2 separate regions of the Triticum aestivum genome follow, and region 1 is linked to region 2. Evidence: chromatin contacts called from public Hi-C data. All regions are on one chromosome and are shown on one strand. Each heading gives the region's core, a stretch centred on a gene start, on an enhancer-like site or on the middle of the called end of the contact. The rest is flanking DNA. Distances are from core to core; before and after follow the strand shown.

Evidence for each region. A called contact is a pair of places that touch in the nucleus more often than the background predicts.
Region 1: a Hi-C map of leaf shows a contact between it and region 2, with 4 times the contacts expected there. The contact joins the promoter of LOC123087482 here to the promoter of LOC123110063 in region 2. A contact is called at or near these places in 2 of 5 Hi-C or Micro-C datasets (both in leaf).

Annotation. Positions count from the first base shown.
Region 1 is chr1B:98,569,359-98,575,468 of IWGSC CS RefSeq v2.1, reverse strand. LOC123087482 reads right to left here and starts at 4,379. Exons shown (of 7, transcript XM_044509501.1): 1 at 4,212-4,379; 2 at 3,822-3,888; 3 at 3,366-3,449; 4 at 3,144-3,239; 5 at 2,962-3,048; 6 at 2,785-2,864; 7 at 2,240-2,683. The coding sequence starts at 3,852. The coding sequence ends at 2,495.
Region 2 is chr1B:98,152,843-98,158,602 of IWGSC CS RefSeq v2.1, reverse strand. LOC123110063 reads left to right here and starts at 2,706. Exons shown (of 7, transcript XR_006453141.1): 1 at 2,706-3,294; 2 at 3,959-4,101; 3 at 4,173-4,221; 4 at 4,699-4,826; 5 at 4,922-4,971.

The sequences.
Region 1 (6,110 bases), core at 3,130-5,629, 420 kb before region 2:
TGTGCCAAGTATTACCCCAATGGCGACCTTCTATCGGCGATACCAACACCCGGAATCAGCTATGTATGGCGGAGTATCTTGCAGGGGATCCAAGTAGTCAGAGAAGGTATGGTTTGGAGAGTGGGGGACGGACAGCAGATTCGCATGTGGCATGATCCATGGCTGCCGTCGGGACCAGTACGCTTCCCGCGCACTCCACAGGGTGCAAACCTGCTGACGAGGGTCTCGGAACTGATAGACCCAGCCACGCACACATGGGATGAGCAGTTAGTGCAGCAGACTTTCAGTCAGGAGGACGCGGTAGTGATTCTGCAGATCCCGATTTTTGAACATCATGAGGATTTTGTGGCCTGGCAATTTGACAATAAGGATTTGTTCTCGGTCAGATCGGCCTATCGGGTTTATACTGACATGCTCCATAGACAACGGCCACGACCGCGTGGGGAAAGCTCGTCCGGGGAAAATGAGGAGAGGAAGATGTGGCAGAAGCTCTGGAAGGTCAATTGTCCGGGGAAAGTACATCATTTAATGTGGAGACTTGCCCATAACAGCCACCCTCTGTTGAGGAATGTGGAACGGATCGACGTCCAGCTGGAAACAAACTGTGTGGTTTGCCACAGATTACAGGAAGATGGAGGACACCTCTTTCTGCGTTGTAAGGAGGTGAAGAAGATGTGGAGGGCTTGCGGGCTGGAGCAGAGTAGGCAGAAACTGCTATCATGTCAGTCACCGCGCCAATTTCTTAACCTCATTGTGTCTATGCCTAAGGATGAGAAGCTACATACGATCTGCCTCCTATGGATGTGGTGGACGGAAAGGAACAAGGCAAACCACAACGCGCATAGAGCCTCGACCCAGGAGTTTGGTTTCACGCTGGCAAAACACATCGCGGAATGACGTATGTTCTTTGGGGAGCAAGGAAGGAGCAACGCAAAACCAAAGCCCATTTGGACTTGCCCGGCCACGGATGTTGTCAAGATAAATTTTGATGGATCTTTCGACCCGGAGTCCAGGCACGCAGGCTGGGGCTGCATCGCCCGTGACCATTCAAGAGGGGTGATCTTCGCGGCAGCAGGAAAACTTGCACACATGAGCGAAGCCCTGCATGCCGAGGCGTGTGCCCTCATGTATGCAATGAAGCTAGCAGAAGACCATGGAATGGGACGGGTTGTTTTTGAAACTGACTGCACCGGAGTCCAGCAGGCTGTCACGACAACTACACTGGATCGGTCCAACCTGGGCACCCTCTTTCGTGAGATCAAATACCTTCTCCAAATGGGTTTTATTGAGTGGAAAGTCACATACTGCCCACGCCTATGTAATGTTCCTGCCCAAGAACTAGCGGCTATTGGTAGGCGGGACGACAATGCCGGCCTCCATGTGTGGTCGGTAAACCTCCCTAAAGTTGTAACCGATGCGGTGACCGCCGATATGGCTGGTCCACGGTGATTTCTTGGAATGCAAGGCCGTTATGGGGCTATTTTTACACTTAATTCCTGAAATTCTTCGTCAGACCTTAGATCGAGCTTGACAGATACACTCTGACGAAACTGAGAAACGCGCAATGCTGTTAAACCTGAAGCTGAAACTGGGGCAAAGGTTTCGACAGCTGTGAATGAAACGGGAACGGGAAAGACGTCTCTGCCACGTTGACGAGGTCTTGTTGGGGTGGGGTCCGGGTGTCAGTGTGAGTGGGCATGATTATAAGCCTGGGTTTTGCTAATTTCTTAAATATGTGTACGCTCCATGGCATGGTTCAATACGATACTCTACCAAGGTAAGACAAGACGGAAGAAATTATCATTGTCAGTCCATGTATGTGACAGAAGATAAGCAAGGAAAAACTAGAAGGAAGAAAACAAAGTATATTCATTATGTCGTGAGAAGTGTGCATAAAGTATATTCAGCATTACAACAGGAGGTATTGCGTAGAAGAAACTTCCATACAGAGAGGAAAAAATCAGAAGAAACAGCATGGTTGGGAGTCTGCACTTGCACACATCGGACCATGATCTGAAGCGGAACAGACTATCATATCATCTTGCGCTCAATTAACTGGGCGCCTGGGCCTACCAAACCTACATGCTCACATACTAGAGCGGCACAGCCATTCTATAGCAAGCAGAATCACAAAAATCAGAGAATGCAATCGACACCAACACACATCACACATCTGAACTGCACCGAAGAAACCCCATCTATGAACACAACGCTTTCAAACATCACAAGGAGAGTAATCTACATAGGCTGATGCCATACATTCATTTCATTCCATCATGCATTCATTGAAACAACATTCACAAAATCCACTCATGTGCAAAGAGATCCCTGGTCTGGTTAAAGCCAAGAAAGTTATCATCCTCTATGCAAAGTGTTCCTAGGCCTGGTGTAAGCTAAAGGTACATTTCTTATCAACCGACTGTGTGTAGGTGTTCTTGTGTCTAGTTATAAGACGGGTTTCGTTTTAAGAACTCAGCACCGGGCAGACAGTAACCTATGGCTCAAAGCCATAAGCCCCATAACTCCCATGGGAAATGGGGCCTGAGTCGTAAAAGCCACCCCCCTGTATCTTTGCACGGTGCTTCTGTGCGCGACGAGCGGTAGGGCGGCGAATGGCGAGATGGTGTCCCTTTAGCTTCCGCGCAGCCTTAAATGGACGAATCATGCCTGGCTCTACTTGATACCTGTGGAAAAGAAATCAACAGTGAACTTTCACAAAAAAAAAATAGATTCGGAAATAAATGAACAGCACACCAGTCACATAAAGCAAAATGAACTTTACTCACCTTCCAAGAACTCCTCAACCTCAACAGGAAAGGCATTGATAATAAGCCGAGCAGCACACTTGTGCATAGCGTCTAAATCTGAAGACACAAAATAATTCAAGACAAGCCAAATTCAACAAAAATATACCATACACTGGAAAAAAAGTGACATTAAAAAGTTGAACAGGAAAAATACCAAATGGCTTGAAAGGTTTAACAACATGTCCAGTCCATGGGTAATTCTTAGTTGGGTTCTCAACAAACAAAAACTTCAAGGAACCACCTGCAAAAAAATTAAGCCACCACCACCAAAAAATTGAATATCAAATAAGTATGTAACAGCATAAGGACTCGGATATAATATGGAAAAACGCTCACTCCAATCCACATCAAGAAAATACACCGACGATCGGGTTGTGGTTGAATGTGTGCTAACAGGATCTTTGGAGTAAGAACCAACACCTTGAACCATTGCTGCCAAAGATCCAAAACGCAAAGGCAATTAAAGGCACAGATCAACTAATGTACCAACAACAAAAAGCAGCAGAAATAAACAGATCCGTGAAGGAAGGGGGAACGACAAGAAGGAGATGCGTTTACCTGCTGAGAGGAACCCAGGGAGGTGGACATCATCCGTTGTCTCTGATGAATCCACAAGGCCGTTGGTGAGGCCGGCCGCCTTGTCTGCAAAGGCAGAGGTAGACAGAACTGAGACCAGATCCCTAAAAGCAGATGAGGTAATTATGAACATTGATAAGAAATTTCTTTAAATTTGGTCAAAGTAGAGATAATTTGACTTCAGAAAAAAAAGAACGGGAGGGAGTACTATCATATAAAAAAAAGGAGCAACCACTGTAAAGAGAGCAGCATAACACAACAGATAGAAAATATTAAGTGTCATAGAAAAGGTTGGTAATTACTATAGGATAGTAGAACCTTATCTGACAAAAACTTACTAGGATAACATACATAGAAATTAATCACAATCATGAGATTATCTGGCATAGGTAAAAGGCGGATCTGATGCTTGAAGGGAAGGGAACTTTGGATAATTACCAGAGGTGATCTCACCAGATGGTGCCTCCATCTTCTCTGGTAAAGTGCCAGTGAAGCCGACCCCCCCCCCCCCCCCCCCCCCCCCCATCTGCAGAGGGAGAGGTTATTGTTAGATGTGCTGTTCTAAGAATAGATACAGAACTAGTTCAGTGCAAGATGATCAAAATACCCCATAGATGAACACAACTGATATACAGTACTACCAAAATGTACTAGAGAACAGCACCACTACAATACCAAGACAACATATGACTATATAAATATAATGCAACAATGTAACAACGATAAACAGAGATGCTAGTAAGCATTGGACTGAACAGTCATTTCGACATAAAAGCATTACAGTATTGACAGATATCTCTTTTGATATAAGCAAAAGGGTTAGGAATTACCATTGAGAACCTTCTGACCTATGTCAATAACCTTGTCACCCTTAAGGGACTCCTCTGATGAGTAAAGCAACAAGACAAACAATTAGTACATGTGTAGACACAAATGCATGTTGGTTTGCAAAATTGGATAGCATTTTAGTTAGAAGTCCAGCCACAAACAAGACTCACATAACCGTGGCGACCATGTCCCAAGCTCATTATCATCGCCTTGCCCGCGACGACCACGTTTCAAACTTGTTATTCTCGCTTCACATATGGCGACCATGCATGTCCCAAGCTCATTATCATCGCTTTGCCTGTGACGACCATGTTCCGAGCTTGCTATCCTCGGTTCGCACGTGGCGACCATGTCCCAAGCTCATTGCTCGGTTCGTCACGGTGAAGATATTGTCATCGGTCATTTCATTCATCTATGGCGGGCTTGGGTCGCTTTCGAGTGTTTAGGATGGTTTATGGCCGCGGGTGGCGAGTCCCCTGGCCGTCCGGTGAGCGGCCACGTGGCGGACAAGTGGCTAACGTTGACGGCGCTGTTCATGTTACGTTTTTCTTGCTAATAATGTGTCGAGTAGCGTTTTGTTTATATTTATAGCTTTTATAAAAGGTAGCGTTTGTCTACGTGTTTTATTTCTATGTATGTATGTATGTATGTATGTATGTATGACCTGGTTTGTCACGAGCCCGTTGAAATAGTGGTCTGCCGACCCTTTGTAAATCGGAGATGATGTTTGTTCTTATTTTTCGGTTGAAGAAGAGGAGCTTTGTTCGTGTTGAGAAAAGTTGTGCACTAGGAGAATTTTTTACTCCGAGGACTCGACCTACACATGAGAGCGATGCAGTCAAAGTGCACGCGTATATGCGATGCGTGTCCGCCAAACCTCCCGCATGCACCGAGCTAGACGTGCATGGCGCGCGCGTAGCCGGGCCCACAGTGACACCCGGCTCTCGGAGGTTAGTTTGGTCCAGTATAATTGTGGAGGTGGGCTCGACGACTTTTCTTCCTCGATCTAGCATACTCTGGGACGCTGGGGGAGACCCATTCACGGAATTGTTCACTGAAACGCGGGGCCAACTCGGCATCGAGCCCACATGTAAGTGGGTGACGTCTGACCTCGCCTTCCTACGACGAGTACCGGCGGCGCCGTGGCCTCGTGCTCTCGCGTGCCTGCGGCCGGGGCTCGCGCGGACTATTTTTGTTGTCCCGATTGAAGTACTCGCAAGTGGGCCGGGGCCGCAAGCTGAATAATCGCAGAGACAGACAAGGCAGTAGGCCATATTTGATTCAAAGGAATTCTATAGGATTCATAGAGGATTGAAATCGTTAGTAATTTTTTTATGTTGGCCCTTCGTTAATAGGATTTGATTTCATAGGAAAAATCTTTTGTGTTGCATGTTATAGAAAATCTAACACCCACGCTAACTTTTTTATTTACAATTTCTTCGTTTTTCATGTGGCATCAAACACTCATTACTAATCCTATATGATTCAAGTTGGCATGCCCTCGTACTCCGCCATGGTGAAGCCAGCTCCTTGCCGCCTCCTCCTCCTTCACGTGTTGCGACTCCTGCTCCGGCTGCTGCTGCTCCTCTTCCAGCTATGGTGAGGGAGGCAGATCTGCTACAAACCGAAAGACGCGCCTAGCCCGTTCTTGTAGAGAAACCGGACACACGGAGAGGATGGGAATGGATATGGGTAGGCCTGGGACACCGTATGGCTTAAATAGTCAGGCTCTGACCCTCTGGCAGCGAGCCGGAGGGGCGCCACATGACGTTCACACCCCCACCTGAGGAGACGCACACCAGATCGATGAGTTTCCGGGCGTTTACATGTGAAACCCGACTATCAGCCCGACGTGGCGGACGTACTCGGGCCGCCTCATATCCACCATACATTAAAATG
Region 2 (5,760 bases), core at 1,457-3,956:
ACACGTTTTCATCTTGACTCTCCGGTAGAAACTTTGGGGCACTCGTTGAAGTTCTTCGTGTTGGTTTGAATAGATGAATCTGAGATTGTGTAATGTATATCGTATAATCAAACCCGCGAATACTTGTGGCGACATTGGAGTATCTAGGTGACATTAGGGTTTTCGTTGATGTGTGTCTTAAGGTGTTATTTTAGGACTCTAGGGCTGTTTGTGACACTTATAGGAATAGCCCAATAGATCGATCAGAAAGAATAACTTTGAGGTGGTTTCGTACCCTACAATAATCTCTTCGTTTGTTCTCTACTATTAGTGACTTTGGAGTGACTCTTTGTTGCATGTTGAGGAATTGTTATATGATCTAATTATGTTATCATTGTTGAGATAACTTGCACTAGTGAAAGTATGAACCCTAGTCCTTGTTTCGAAGCATTGCAATACCGTTTTTGCTCACTTTTACCACTTGCTACCTTGCTCTTTTTATATTTTCAGATTATAAAAACCTATATCTACCATCCATATTGCACTTGTATCACCATCTCTTCGCCGAACTAGTGCACCTATACAATTTAACATTGTATTGGGTGTGTTGGGGACACAAGAGACTCTTTGTTATTTGGTTGCAGGGTTGTTTGAGAGAGACCATCTTCATCCTACGCCTCCCACAGATTGATAAACCTTAGGTCATCCATTTGAGGGAAAATTGCTACTGTCCTACAAACCTCTGCACTTGGAGACCCAACAACGTCTACAAGAAGAAGGTTGCGTAGTAGACATCAGTCACCACGGGAGTCCGCGGGTTGATTACCAAAACACATATCAAGTGACTCAATAGAATACCCCATGTCACCAGGGGTATCCGCATGCAAGACATACATCAAGTGTTCTCAAATCCAAAAGATTCAATCAGATAATAATGAAACCTCAATGGGAAAGACTCATCTCAACAAGATAGAAGGGAAGAACATCATATGATTCATCTATATTAACAAAGCCCATGGTACATCAAGATCGTTCCAAATCAAGAACATGAGAGAGAGAGAGGGAGAGAGAGATCAAACACATCGCTACTGGTACATACCCTGAGCCCCGATTGTGAACTACTCCCTCCTTATCATGGACACCGCCAGGATGATGAACATGGCCTCCAGTGATGATTTCCGTCTCTGTTAAGGTGTCGGAAAAGGCCTCCATTTGAGATTGCTTCAGAACAAAGGCTTGTGATGGCGGCGTGGAAGTTCTAGGTTTCTTTCTGGGGGTTTCCCAATTTATAAGAATTTCCAGCGTTGGTTTCACACCAATTGGAGTTACGTGGGACCCATGAGCTTAGAGGGCATGTCCTAACCCTAGGGCACATGGGGTGAGCTCGTGAGTCCCTCGTGGATCTTCTAATCCTTCCTCGAATTTTACTGGCATTTTGCCTTCGTTTGGTATGGATTTTCTGCGAAACAAAAAATAGCCAAAAAACAAGAACAAGCACTGGGCACTAGGTCAATAGGTTAGTCTATCAAAATCATATAAAAGTGCACCAAAACCATGTAGAACTTAGGTAAATATGGCATGAATACTTTATAAGTTATATATACATTGGAGACGTATCATACCGCCAACACCGTCCAAAATGGAACCATCTGTGTTGAGTTTGACACGTCCAATCGCCGGGGGAGTCCATGGGACTAAAGCAGTGGAGGCAATATTGCATGTGTGTGATGTAAGGGGGTAGCAAAACTGAACTGGAGCCCTTCATTTTAGAAGGTCATCATCTGAATGAATTGCTATAGATTGCAAAGATGATAGATAGTTTGACAAAAACATGATTGAGACATCCACTAGGGGCGGGCTTGGAGTGAATGAGTTCGTTTCTTACGTGCCAGATTCTCCAAAATAACATCAGCAGTCGCACCCTTATAGCCTCATCAATTTCACAGATAAATTGGATGAACCAATTTGACCCAGTTGGTTTGATACTCGATGCTTCAGGTAGCGTCCATACAACAGCCATGGTACGCCATAAAGTTCTTGCATTTGTGCACGTACAGAACGTGTGGAAGGAGTCTTTATCATCGAAACCACAGATCTGGCACAAGGAATTGACTTCCAGCCTCCGTCTCTTTTTGTTACACCAAGTTGCAAGGGAGTTGTTTGCTAGGCACCATGCAAAACTCAACACCTTGGGGGGCGCTGGGCAAGTCCACAAGGCCTTCCAGCCCTCACGCCGTCCATTCGAAAAGTGGCTGGACGTAGATTGTTCTGGAAATCGGTAACTGGTAGCTGCTCGGTCGGCTTGGTAGTAGTGATTAACCGGTGAATCGGCCTATTAACTAGATTAATCGGTCGAACACGAATCTATAGATAAAATAGGAACATACCGATATATATCTGATTTTTATGTACTATACCATAGTCTCATGCTCTCATCTATGTAATATACCAAGATATGCTACTGTTTGGTCGAACCCTAGGCATTGAGGAGTGACAGTTGGATGGGAGGGGTTACGGGCCAACATTTTGGGCTTTGTTTGCCCACAAGTTAATGGGCTGGCAGCGACTAATTAAACATATAAACCTTGAAGAACTGCTAGGCAGAACCGAGCCATCCACGTCGCCCTATAAACGCCATGAATAGTGATCGTGCCACCGCCTGTTAATATGTGCCCCGCTGAGGGCATTTTCGTCATTTCGCATACGAGCGTATAAAAGGCAGCCGCTCCGATGGAGGTAAGCCATCTCCCCCATCTAGCACTCGCGCTGCGCACCTGCGCCCCTCTCCTCTCTCTCCCTCCGAACCCTAGCTAGACCGCGCCCTCCTCCCTGTCCTGCCGTCGTCGTTTCCTCCACCCGGCCAGCCGCCGCCGCACCTCCTCCGCACCTCCTCCGCCCGGCCAGCCGCCGCCACTCGCGCCCGTCTCCTCCGGCCAGCCTTCGCCCGCAACCTCCCCCCTCCCGTTTTCAGAAGGGAAGGGAAGGGAAGAGAAGAGGGAGAGCGAGCGAGTCAGGCGACGGGAAGGGAAGAGAAGAGAAGAGGAAGAGCGAGCGGGTCAGGCGACGGCCATGGCCATGGCGCTCGCAGATCCGCCGGCCCCGTCGTCGCCGCTGCGCTCGCAGGTGAGCAGCGCCGGGAGAAGCCGCGGGAGGACGAGCTCAACGGCGCCCCGGGCGCTCACTGCCAAGAAGCGGAGGAGGAACTCGACCTGGACGACCGCCGCTGGACGAAGAGCCCCGAAAAATTCCCCCAACCACGCCTGCGCCACCGCCTCTTCACCTTCAACCACGGGTTGCAGCGGTCAGAGGACCAAGGTATGGATTCTCCTCCCCTTCCCTTTTCCTTGATTCTCATCTGTTCCTCCAGCCCCTCCCATCCCTGCGTACACAGTACACACACACTGGCTCTCTCCTCCCGTGGATGGGAATGGCCAGCGTGGATGACGGGTCTTGCTGTTCTTTGCAAAATCCTTGCTATTCATAATCTATTAATTAATGACCTGTACATACATATTTCATCATATCTACTAATAATCTCATCAGTTTACAGTTCATACATCGGGTTATTTTATCCTGTTTTCTTTAGGTTTGTATTTAGGGTGTTCTTTTTTCCTTTTTTTAGATGTATGGCATATGTGTAGCAATAGTTCTAGAACACCCCCATTCCTTCTCTTCCTATCAATTTAGTCAGGACCCACTCTGGACCATTTTCAGAAATCATTCTAAACCATTTTCTGAAAATTGATAGGAAGAGAGTAATTTTCATAACAGCAGCTGCAGCCCCAGGGTTAATTAGAACATAAATAGCTGCCTTTAGTTTGTGAAAAAGGTCTAGAGTGGTTTCTGCACCTGCTGTTATGTTTCATTGATTCAGTCCTATAGTCGGATAGTTCCAGTGGATTTTACAAAATGGTTTTGTAGATTTAATTAGTGAAAAGGGCCTCAATTGGTTTATGCAAAATTGCTTGTCTGTTGGCAGTTGAAGCATACTTGGCAAATGGGCCTTGCCGTGAGTCATGGTGCAACAGTGACCTCGATGAGCAGGGCAATGGTCAGATACGAGTCAGCACCAAAGATGACTGGAAGCACTCATAACAGTTTACCATGCTAGAGCTATGTCAGGTACCTACTGTTCTTTTGTGTTTTTTGTTTTCTATTTCCCGTCAGAAGCTCATTCCATAATCAATTTGCAGGCTGTACAAGGGCAGTTAATGAATATACTTGTGACACTTATACTCTCAGGTAAATTACTAATCATTCAAATCACTAATCAGGTCAAGCACAATAATAAGCCCACCAGTCATAGAAGAGGAAAAATAACCACGAAGTGAAAATAGATTGTGAAAATTAGACGGCTCAGATGATGTAAAAGACAGAATCGGGCGACCAGCGAGTGTTCAATCTGGGGGAGCTCGGAGTAGCCGAGTTGCCCAGCCAGATTAATTTTTATTGGGCATTCAGATTCTTATTTTGCGTTTCCTAGATTTTTAGCTGGGTGTATAAACACACTGACTTCAGATTCCAATGACGGGGTAAAATTATTGTGCCATATATATTGTTGCCATATTTAGTAACCATGCATATACATGTACATTAGTTTTTATCAAATGTACATGTGCTCCTGTAGCATATCTTCAGGTTTGGGGATTTAAATGCCCTTTGTTTTGTGTACCAGGTGGTTAACTGAAATTTTCTTTGCTTATTCTACTGTTTTTTTAGCAATGCCGACAAACATGGTTTATGATGATATTGGTGGTCTGAAGCTTTAGATCGTCGGGGCTGCTCTCATTCGTTCAATTTGCCCCTGATCCTTCCATTCTGCTGCTGCTCATTATTATCATACGAAGGTCAGGTGTTCTTCCGTTACAATGCTCCTGACGTGTTTCATGAAATGTCTATGAGCTGTCATGTTGTTCATTCTCTCTTTTCTTTCTTCTTGCAGGCTGATCTATGTTCTCTGTTTGTTGGGTCCTCCGTGTCATTATCAACAAGGTTGGGTCTCTCTTGCTCAGTTTTGGTCTACTGAAAGTGATGTGACCTGATGTGCTTGTTTGGGCGATCTCCCTCTGTGTGTGATATTTGTTTGCATATCAACCCTGTGTGCTTGAAATTTGCTTGCATATCATGATATCAAACGAGGATGTGTTCTTGTTTACCTCTTGAATAGACAGATCTTGGTGCATTACTGATACCGTGCCTCTAGGTGGTCAGCGAGGGTCGCACTTGCGCTATGCTTCCCTCTGGATTCTTTCATGGTGTTCGGGTGCCTAGCTTAGTTCAGTTCTGAGTCAAAAGTAACGAAATCATATGTTTCTGAATCTTGCATATACCTTACAATGCAGCGGCCCATTCTTGTCGTGCCTGGACTAGCTAGATCGATTAGAGTTTGTCTATTATGCCTTCGGTAATCAGCAGCAACACACGAGATCCTGGAACCTGCATTAGTTATTGTTTGCACAATAATTACTTATTGATATCATTACCAAGCTATCCGAGCCATCACTCCCGGGACAACACTTGGTTTCCTTGCCCATCTATTCGTCGGATCTGTACACAATTGACAGGATTGACTTCAGATCTTACGAAAGGTTTCATAAAGATAGTTCAGAACCTAATCTATACAAAGTTTTACAAACGAAATCTACACAAACTCATGGATTTGAAACTGAAAGATATTATGTGATGCATCTCTCCAAAAATCCAGCATAATTATATAGAGGGAACATATATTCCTAGAAATTTACGGTCGCGGTCGAGAGCAACGGTGAGTGTGGAGCAAGC